Linked DNA regions of Danio rerio: region 1 is linked to region 2. Evidence: chromatin contacts called from public Hi-C data. All regions are on one chromosome and are shown on one strand. The core of a region is the stretch at or near the end of the contact, and the rest is flanking DNA. Distances in the headings are between cores, read along the strand shown. Region 1 overlaps invs (inversin). Region 2 has its middle 54 kb from the start of nr4a3.

Region 1 (5,921 bases), core at 3,365-5,864, 160 kb before region 2:
TGTTTTGAGCATAACATGCATTAAACCAATCAGAGTCTCATCTCACATACCTTTAAAAGTCAGTTGAGTCACACCATGGCGCATTTGTTATTTACATGGTGACTTTTTAAGTGGAAAAACTGAACGTTTCAATAGCGACAAAACATTTAAACAAACCATCTGCATGAGGATAAAGAATGAGCCTCCTCCATTTGGCCTCTTTAATCTTTATTTTATTTTCATTCCACTTTACTCCTTTACTTTTGTGGATAAGGAAACAGTGTTGTCATACTCCACTGAGGACATCCATTAGCCTACATAATTAATTTTGTTTGTTAAGTGCAAAGATTTGTTTCAAAACTTTTTCTAAATTCTTTTTCTAATTTCTCATTTCCAGCAAACAAATAAATGAAGAATAATAATTAAGTGTGGTCAAAAAACAAGTTATATCCAAACATACGTCCTATCCTTGTGCCCCATATGGTGATGCAGACGTCTCTAAGACGGATGAACAAATCTAAACTTGTTTTTATTAAAACAGATATAAATATGCATATAATAAATAATACTGCTAATAATAATAATGACATTATACAAATGCAAATTGTCATGAATGAACTGAAAAAGGCATGGAGGCATGAAGAAGGCCTCCTGGAGGCAAGAAGAAGAATTTTTGAAACATTTTAATTACATTTTTTTTTCATATGTAAACATATTTGTTGCGGTACAACTCTGTGTGTATTAAGCAAAGTGTAAAGCAGGTCGCACACCAGAAGCGCCGCTCGGTGCCGCGCCACGCAGCGCCATGCATTTTAGAATTCTAAACATAGGTTTCTATCAGGATACACACAGCGGCGCCACAAGTCGGCGGGCCGACAGCCGCCGACACCCGGCCACGGCTCAGGACGCAGAGCGCCATCTTATTAGTTTCATGTTAAATATCATTCGAATGTGCGCGTCTGGTGTGTGATACTTTAAACTGTCATGTACGCGCCGTGTTATAACCAACATGCTCTGAGCTGGACTTTAGACCTGCTTTCAGATGGTCAATGTCGCAGTCTAATTCAGTTCATCAAAATTGCAATGTGCCAACAATGCACCTTAACACACCTCCGTTTTAGACCAGCACGCCCATGAGTTCACAAAGGGGTGCAAATAAATTGCCATTCAAACAACATGTTGCAAAACGTGAAAATTAGGGTTGTGCTGGTCTGAATATAACAATAAATCATGCAAAACACATCTTGTGCCTTATTGCGCCGGTTGTACAATATGTTAGAGCCCTCTGTTTCAGTTGGAGGTGTGTCGTCCTAAGGTTTGTAGCAACTTTTGGATCACAATGACTTTAATTTAATTTCCAAAATGTAGATGTAGAACATAAAAGACATTTTTAACTAAAAATGTGAAATGATTCATAAAATGAATGTTAACAACTCAGACACTTTGAAAAGCAAAGCAAAATTGGTACTTATGACAATACAATGAGGTCTTATAACGTCAAACAACCCCATTGTGCAAGAAACTAAGCCTTATTTACAACATTAATAGCATTAATTGTTTTCAACGTCCTGGTGTGCAAGCTTCCTGTAGCAAAATGACATACGTGGGTGCAAATTCACACATGAGCTGATGATTATCTTTGTTTACAATGGCAAGGGAGGACAAAAGTGTTGTACAGTTCATCAAAATGCTATCTGTGCGCATTCTGGATACAGCATCGTATAGAAACAAAACAGTTGCTTGAGTTTGCACACACTTGTACACATCCTCATGCAGCAAAAAGCTCATGCTCCAGACCGACTGTTTGCCGAAGCTGTAGATTTTGTACTTTAAACTCTTTTCCAGTTGTGTTTGCACTGTTTTATTGTTGCTTTTGTTGTTAGTAGTAATTGTTTTATTACATCTGGAGTTAATTTTTTGTACTTAGAATGACACACATGCAAATAAACAACAACATTGACTTGATCATTGTGTTTTGAGAATCTTTGTGTTCTGTAGCTCATTACATCTGTGTCGTTATTATATATATATATATATATATATATATATATATATATATATATATATATATATATATATATATATATATATATATATATATATATATATATATATATATATTGTAACATTAAATTTACTTTGTTATTTAAATGTTTATTTCTTTAAAATAAAGCAAACAATTAAATTCAAAGCATGGTTTAATTCAGTGCAATATTGTTTGAGTAAAACATACTAACAAACAAACAGAAATATTGTAAAGTAAACTTTAAACATTTTTCTCCAGAATGTTACCTCTGCAAAATTTATTAACTCCTACGGTTGGGGATGTTTTCATCCACTCTGGGGTGATTTTGAGTCCTAATTTGGCAATAACCTTTTGTGTTTCAGCTAGTGGAATGATTTTTGGTGACAAATTTAATTTTGACACATATTTTGAGAAAATGCTTTGAATTAAAAAAATAAAATAAAATAAAATAACTCAATGATACACTCCGGGCAGATTTACTACCCTTTTGGTATGTTAGGGATGAAAACATCCACTGAATTAAACTGCTGTAAATTACATCAGATAATAATTTTTTGCATAAATTTGTTGATCAACCTCAGTCCTGATCAAAACTACTAAATTGTTTAGAAAATTACAAAATTGTAACTCTTTAATTGGCAAATTCATAAATGTCACTGATTTGGTGAAAGAAAAGAGATGTATGTTTAACATTAAAAAGTAAATATGGATTTTTTGACCTTTTTTAACAGTCTTAGACATGTGAAACAACATTGTCTTTGATGCATTGTTTTGATTGATTATAATTTTTCTCCCTAATTTACTCCCTACTGGCTTCCATCATGACCACTTTTTAATCATGCATTTGTAATTTTTATTATTGAACATCAGTTGGCACCATTAACCCTTTAGATAGGCCTGTGCAAAAAAATGCTTTTTAGTTTATGGATTTTATATAAAGTAGAACAGCAAATTAAAGTGTGTATGTGTGTCTTTGAGTGTGCTCTTTACACACTTACCTTGATGTGAGAAAATCTAAATATGCATCTCAGCTCTCAGAACTACATGGAGTAAATAAAAACAAAGACTGTATATTTATGCACCATCAAAATGGTGCATAATGGTGGTTATAATGGAAGTCAAAGGGGCAAAAACAGCCACCAACAGTAAATTAGGGAGAAAAAATGAAAATCAAACAATGCGTCAAAGCCAGTGTTGCTACTTATTGTTCACATGTCCAAGAATGTGATAAAGGTTAAAAAAATCCAGTCCACAATATCTTTATCTAAAATATGTCATTTTTGTGTGTGTTTTTTCACTAAATCAATGACATCATTTGTGAACTTGACAATTAAAGAGTTAAAATCCAGTAATTTTCCAAACAATGTGGTAGTTTTGTTCAGGCCTGAAGTTAATTGACAGATTTACGCAAAAAAAAAAGGAAAAAATATTTATCTGATGCAGTTTTACAGCAGTTTATTCAGTTGATGTTTTCATTCCAAACATAACAAAAGGTAGTGAATTTGAACAGTGCACAAAGGTTAACTTATTCTGACTCTATTCTATGCATGCATTTTATATTAAAACCTTTGTGCAAAAACTTACAAGAAATAAAAGTTTAAAAATGTAGTTTTTTTTTGTTTGTTTAATAATTGATGACAATTAACGTAAAGTTGGTCCAAAGCAGATCATTTTAATCATGCTAATAATGTGTCTTGCATCAAAACTAAAAACAGAGAGGGACAAATAAAAAAAATCACAATGACATTATCATGATGATCAACTAAATGGTGCAAATTCAATTTCAACTAATTTAATTAACAATCTTTGCTACAATAAATTATTACAGCTTCAAATTGAGGTGTAAATCATTTCAGTAAAGCAATAATTCACATTTAAACATAATGATTTGAATATATACAGCATCTGTCATATTACATTTGTCTTTAAGCCTCACAGAAAAGTTCAAGTGCAAATCTGCTGCATATATTAATATAAATTGGAAAAAAATGTAATGTAAAAAACAAAATAACACAAAAAAAAAACTTTGGAATACCTTAAGGATTCATTCAATGTTTGCGAAAATGAGAGCCCTTCATCTGAAATGTGTTTGCACGTGTGTGTGTGTGTGTGTGTGTGTGTGTGTTGTTTGTGTGTGCCTGTGTAAGCGTATGTGTGTGTGCGGTTGTGTGGGCAAGCATCCAGCTTGTCTAGCCCAGCCAAATGACTCCCCACTAGCATCTTATTGAACAACCAGCTGAGTCAGGAATTAGGGAGAAAGAGAGACAAAAAAGAAGGAAAAAAGAAGGAATAATGAAGAACAAACCACAGGGTCAGAAGTTGAGCTAAGTGCACATTTGTGAGTAAAGCAGTGCCTGGCATTGCAAAAGCAGATCTGTACGATTAACATTCACCACTGCTTTTCCAAAAACACTGCTCTTTCTTTTTCCCAAATCTCTTCTAAGTATCTCGCTGAGAGACATCAGTTCTTTCATCTAATGCCCAGAGGGTAAATCCTCCATACTTTCTCCAAGGAGAAAAGGCTCCATGCTGTGTATGCATGCGGTGATCCCAGCGGATGCCATCCATAGTGTGTCTTGACTGACATGATCACCTTGTGCCTCATTAGCTGTGGTCTCCCATAATGCCGAGCGACAAATGAGCCCCTCTGGTGAAGGAGGTGTGGCTTCCAGTGGGCAAAGTAATGCAATTATGGAGCTCCAAAGGTGTCAGTCACAACAAGTGAAAAACATATGTGCTGTTAAACTGTGAGATAACACACACTGTCTAATGTGTGACATCTAGAACACACCGCACTCAATAAATGAACAGTGTGTGGTTGAAATTTTCATTGATACTTTTGAAATGTGCACACACACGCTAACACAGTATCAAACACAAGCTTTCCTTTCATTACTAAAATCAAACTATAAAAAAGAGGGTCTGAAGCATTTTGGTTTTGCCGTCCAATGCAAATTTAGCATGTAAATAAACAAGAAAATATATTACATTTAAATAATGAGGTTAAAAACACTGCTTTTTCCTGATTATAAATATTATGCTTTTATTTTATTACAATATTGATGAAAATTTACATATTACTGTTTTTCTTTTCTTTATTTTTTTACTTTGCTGAGTGTGTTTTTGTGATGGTACCTTGGCTGGTTTAGACCTTTCGTGGCTACATAATTATGACATTAAAACCAACAATAGTTGGTAGCAAGTCTCTGTTTACGAGTACTTTACTGAATCATTCATTTTAAAAATTTGCTCAAAACAGTTGATTGATTTAGAAACCAACACTCACAAAATGACGTTTGCTGTTTATTCAACCTAATTGTTTTATGTTCAGTTTGCTTAAATTTGTCAAAATCACTAAGTTAATTCCTTTATGTTGTCCAACCACAAACAAAGACTATATGATACACAAGATGTGTCAGTCATATATTTTTGAATGGGGAAAAGCAGAGGTGGGATTAAGTCATATATGTGCAAGTCTCGAGTCATAACCTTCAAGTCTCAAGCAAGTCAAGTCAATCTGTCAGACTCAAGTCAAGTCAAGTCAAGTCAAGTCAAGTCAAGTCACTGCTTATCTCAAGTCAAATCAAGTTGCTTTGTCTAGCAAGTCACTTTCAAGTCGATCAAATTTTTGTCTATTTTTTTTACTTTTGCAATTTATATTTACATATATAACTTTTGGTTTTGTATGGAATGCATAATATATAGCAAACGGTTAGTTATTTAACAAAAACAAGTTATTTTGAGTCATTTAACTCAAGTCCAAGTCAAGTCGAGTCTGTTTTGGATATTTGTTGAGCAAGTCTTAAGTCCTAAATTTTGCGACTTAAGTCATGTCATGTGACTCGAGTCCCCCATTTCTGGGGAAAAGTGTAAGGTCAATATGGTGAATAAAGTCTCGCCTACTAGTACAGAAGCC
Region 2 (5,662 bases), core at 2,156-4,655:
CAGCAATCTAATTTTAATTGTTTAATTTAGAATTTTTTGGATTTCTTATATATCAGCATATTAACATGTTTTAATTAGTTTAAAATACTATTGAATTCTCCAATATTATCAGTTTTCATAATTCTGCTAAAAAAAGTGTTTAACAGAAAAAAGCAACTCAAACATGTTTGGATCAAATAGATGATTACAGAATGTTATGTTTTGGATAAATGTAATATAGAAATTGAAAATATTCTATACATTTATAAATATTAATATTAATACACAAAAATATTTTTTTATCAAAAAAATAAAAATAAAATACTATAAGCCATGGTTCAAATTTGTAGTGCAATCTGTTTATATACATATTCCACTCAAAACCTCACATACCACCTATGTGTATCATTTACTTTCAACTTTACAACCATAGCCTCGATTACGGAAATTTTAGTGTATGTGTAGTAATATGCTCTAGATACATACACACACACATGAGGTGATCGTATTAGGTCAGGCCACCCCATTAAGCCTATTAGCCATGTCCAAAAGCACATTCATCCCTTCTCTTCCCTATTTGTGGCATGGCCCAGTACAATGATTTTGGGGAAAGCCATGATGAGACATCAGGAGTGGGGGAAGCCTTGGCTGGAAACGTTTAGCTAGTTTAGCCAGGACTGCCCTAAGAGCCTTGATCCTTACACGCGTCACACTAGGACACTCAAACTCGTAATGCTGTCTTAAGAGTCTTTCCCCATACGCACGCCTGAGGCTAAACGCGGACACCTTGTAGCAGGGGATTTGACATCAGAAAGAGAAGAGCAAATGGAAAAGAGGAGAGCAAATGCTGAGGGAGAAGCTGGAGAGATGCCAGAACACCTGTTCAGAGCTTCCGGTTCTTTTGTATGACGAGGCTAATGTCGTAGCATTAGGAATGTGCCAGACTAGTCTACTAAACGGTTTATAGTAATGAGCAAGGTGAGGGAGAATTTGAATTAAGGAAAGGGAAAACATTTTGTAGCAAATACAATGGCAAATAACAACAGTTACAATTATCTTATAAGCTTGCTATGCTGTTTCAACATTTTGTAGTGATATCATAGGAGAGTATTCTTGGTGTGAAGAACATTTTGATCATCTAAAGAACTTTTTTTTTTTACTGTAAAACTCTTTCATAGATGTTTAAAGTTCTTCATGGATCAGTTGATGAAAATATAGAACCTTTATTTTTAACCATTGTGTGCTTTTCGAGATGTTTTCATCCATTTTCATCTCTTAATTTGCCCACAATTATCCCTGTGTTTCAGCAAATGAAATGATTTTTGGTGACAAATCTTATTTTGACACATATTTTGAGTTACACTTAAAAAATTACTAGCCTTTTGTTATGTTCGTTTATCTTATGTTTGCCCCATTGACTTTCGTTATGAAGAAATTTTTGATAGCGAAGTCATGACAACATATACAGAAGCATTCTTGATAGTTGCGGGTTTTCCCTCTTGGGAAGAGCTTAAATTTGTGATGACTCATTCAATTTCACCTTTCTTTTAAGAGTCTGTTGTGACACTTTTCATTTTCTTGTACACTGAAAGAAATGATTCTTTGAACCAACTTTAAACTGTAATTTGTTCCAGCTAAAATATTTATTTTCTCTAAAAGCATTTATTTTCTCTTTGGTTTAAACTTTACATTTAATTTAATCTAAATCAAATAAATTAATTGGCGGTTCATTCCGCTGTGGTGACCCCTGATTAATAAAGGGACTAAGCTAAAAAGGAAATGAATGAATGGATGAATATATAAATTGTGGTCGAGAAGTTTTACTTCAACCCTATCAAACACAGCTGATCCAAATAATCAAGGTGTTCAAGACTACTAGAGACAATTAAGCAGGTGGGAGTTGAAGGTGGTTGGAGCTAAACTGTGCAGAGCTGCGGCCATCCAGGAATTGAGTTTGAGACCATTGGAGTAAACTATAATAAATACTTTTAATATGAGAATGCTTTTACACCTAGACTTTTGTTCCAGAACCTGTCTCTTTTGCCCAGTTTGTGCGGTTCATTTGGCATATGTAATTTCAGCAATCGTGCTCGGATCCACTGCAAAACAATCTGTCCAAGATTGGCTGAATGAAGTGGTCTCGTCTCGATTAAAACGAACTCTGGATCGATTGTCGTGAGAAAGCAATACGATCCGAACCAGGCTGTATCACAGTGTATTGTAGAAATGGCATATGCGGCTATATGAAGAGAGAATTATGAGTAGGGCAAAATGTCATTCCTACCAGTACTGCTGGTGCTTTTAGTATGGCTATAAATGTCACGCAAGATGGTAATCCAACTCACAATAGACATACATAAAAATCGAATAGCAAATAAGCAGTACCTTTTTTGCATGCAGTCACGTGACATGAAAAATGCTGAAATAAAACTGAATGTTCACATAACAACAATAAACATTCCAGAATTTAAATAAACATACTAAAATCTCATAAAAATAAACAAAAATATAAAATGATAGTACAAAAAAATAAATGACAAAAAATAATTAAATATAAAAAAATTATATATATATATATATATATATATATATATATATATATATATATATATATTTTTTTTTTTTTTTTTTAAATATTGAGTTCTTCATTCCGTGTGTGTGTGTGCATATGTGCGCTAGAGCTCCTCATAGCCATTGACTCATGCAGGTCTGCGTGTGTGTGATAAGCTGCAGTAGCGCAGGCTTTAAGGTGAGGGGCCCCTGAAGCAGAGCAGGGGCCCGGGGCTCTGAGTTCTTCTGCTAGCCTGACTCACAGCTCTGTCTCCTTACCATCTCTGCCTGTAATCTCATTAGACCAGCCCAGCAGCACATAAATTAATAAGACACTCTTCTTACCTCTCCCTCCTCCACAATCTCCAGACTTTTTTTTTATCACAAATACATTTCAAATTGACTCTCTGCTATTTTCATCCAGCGTGAGCTAATAAAACTTCTTGAATGAAACCTAGCTGCTTATTTTTAGCATGTAATTTTTAGATGATTTTTATTTATTTGATTTGATTTTTAGTGAGTACACATTGGGTTTGCTACATTTTTATTGCAAATGATTTAAATAAATTTAAACAAACAAAATAAATTTAGTAATGTTCAACTTCATTTGTTTGTTTAAATTTAGTCAATATAAACCGTTACCTTAAAAAATTACTAAATACAATGGATCATTTTTTTTCAGTGTACAAAGTTGTGGAAAGCTTTAAGATGGAAATGCTGTATGTATTTGATAATAGAGATTGTCTGTCAGTGTGTGTGTGTGTGTGTGTCCCGGAGGAGGCCGAATGAGCTGATCGGGTCTGACAGGCTCTCAGTCTGACTGGGGGTGGAGAGCAGAGGGAGGCTCTGATGGTGATTTACCGATCCAAGTGGCACGTCTTCCCTTTGGGAAATGCCCCCCTAGCTTGATGTGTACACACATACACACACACACACACACACACACACACACACACACGAGTCAGAGTTTTATCTCTGTTATAATGACTGTCTCCAGCACACAGTATGCCTGATTCATTGTACAGAGTCCTGAGTCTTTTTGACACGAGACATATTTCAAGAAAGCACATGAGAGGGTTTTGTTGTTTCTAGTGAAAGTGTGTTATAGTTTGCATGTTTGGAATATGCAAAAATGTTAAATCTATTTCTCACAATTTTTTGATTATTCTGCATTCCATTTTTTTTCCATTGCAATTCTTCTTGACAGCTTATTTTTTGTGGTTAAAGGAATTATTCACCCAACAAAATAAAACCGTTCATTTTTGTTCAACACAAAAGGAGATATTTTTGTAGAATGTTGAAAACTGGTGGAAAATGATTTCCATAGAATTTGTTTCTCTACTATACAGTCAGTCATTATTGCATTTTACAATTACATTCATTTTCTTTTTGGCTTAGTCCATTTATTAATCAGGGATCACCACCGTGGAATGAACCACTACAACTACATTTAATTTGACACATTTTTCCACAAATTACATTTTTGGGAACTTTTCACAACTTTGGCCTATTTTAAGTATCAAACATGAAAAAAACTTTTGATTAACCTTTCATTAAAAAAAAAACTTTATAATTAACATTAACAACGAAAACAATAATTTAAAATAATTATATTTTTGTTGTTAATATTATTAAGTTAGTAATAATAACAATTATTATAATAATTTCATTGAATATCACACACGCTTTACACAGTCGTGCAGTGTGCAGATTTCATTTTTATAAATAGTGTGAGGTTTTAGTGAGGTTTGATGTTACATTACACTGTAAAAATATCTGCTAATTAACAGTTTCCATGATTTTGTGATTCACGAGTGTTTTCCGTTTATTCATGGTTGTGAAATGCATCATGGGGTTTTGATCTCTGCTCTATCAACATTTTAACAAAGTGACTTGGTCACACTTTACAATAAGGTTCATTAGTTAATGTTAATTAATGCATTTACTAACATGAACAAACAATCAACAATACATTTACTACTGTATTTGTTCATGCTAGTTAACGTTAGTTAATGAAAATACAGTAGTTCATTGTTAGTTCATGTTAACTCATGGTGCATTAACTAATGTTAACAAGCATTGACTTGGATGTTAATAATGCATTAGTAAATGTTCAATTATGATTAATAAATGCTGTACATGTGTTGATCATGATTAGTTCATTAATTAGTCAATTAACATTTTAGTAGTTTGAAATAATATAATGTAACAATACATGTAGCAATAGGTCTACAAAATGTTTTTTGTAGCAAAATACACAACACTAACCCAGACAATATATCACTTTAAACTATTAAATGTCATTTAAAAATATTAAATATTAATAAAAGTCACTTTTCAAGATTAAAAGTTGTTGGAAGAAGATCAAGGTCCCATAATGCAATTTAAAAAAACATAAATCATTTTTTACAGATATTTTTAGTGTAGTCCATAACACACTTTAATCCAAATCTGTCCAAATGACACATTAGATTATAAAGTAGATTCTCTATGACTGAATGTCTAGATAGTTCCTGCATTTTCTGCATTGTTGAATTCACTGGCTCTATGTAGCTTGTTTAACAGTAACAGTCACAGTATAGCTTACTGCAAACAGGCCATATTTACTTAGACGTCACCAGTCCTTGTGATGTCGATTTTCGCTTGTATGTGCACATTTGTGATTATGTGTAAGCAAATAGATGTGACCTACTGGAAATAGACTTTGCCTTTTCCTGTTTTACCATCTGTTTGTTTTTCATTTGTTCCAGCCTGCTTTGCATTCATATTCCATTATCGTCAAAAGCTGCTGGGATATGGAAAAAGGTCAAGCTGGTCAGTTGACCTGTTCTTCAGTTAGGAGAATTTCTGTGTTCTTAGGAAGGTTGTGCTATTTGCTTCATTATATCTGTTTACTTTATTCTCCTTGTTTCACCTGCAATGTACCATTATTTGTTAATTTTTGTATTCTTTAATATTTGGTGGCCTTACTTACATGCACTTACACTGAAATTAATCATTTGTTACAATGTACTTATTGTGCAAATAGAGGTTTTTAAATTTGTAGTTATGATTAATTAAATAACTGCACGTAATTAAACTGTAATTAATTTCTGTACATACGATAGTAATGACACTGTTGGCCATTCCTTAC

The links. A called contact is a pair of places that touch in the nucleus more often than the background predicts.
Region 1: a Hi-C map of embryo shows a contact between it and region 2, with 1.7 times the contacts expected there. The contact joins two enhancer-like sites. A contact is called at or near these places in 2 of 18 Hi-C or Micro-C datasets (embryo and an unstated tissue).

What each region holds. Positions count from the first base shown.
Region 1 is chr16:30,573,449-30,579,369 of GRCz12tu, reverse strand. The region is part of intron 2 of invs (inversin); the gene reads right to left. Among named protein-coding and RNA genes, the nearest start is that of invs, 11 kb to the right of the region's middle. Within about 2 kb of position 4,614, at least 3 of the 62 cell types and tissues checked have an H3K27ac peak or open chromatin away from gene starts, as enhancers often do.
Region 2 is chr16:30,411,359-30,417,020 of GRCz12tu, reverse strand. No RefSeq gene overlaps it. Among named protein-coding and RNA genes, the nearest start is that of nr4a3, 54 kb to the left of the region's middle. Within about 2 kb of position 3,405, at least 12 of the 62 cell types and tissues checked have an H3K27ac peak or open chromatin away from gene starts, as enhancers often do.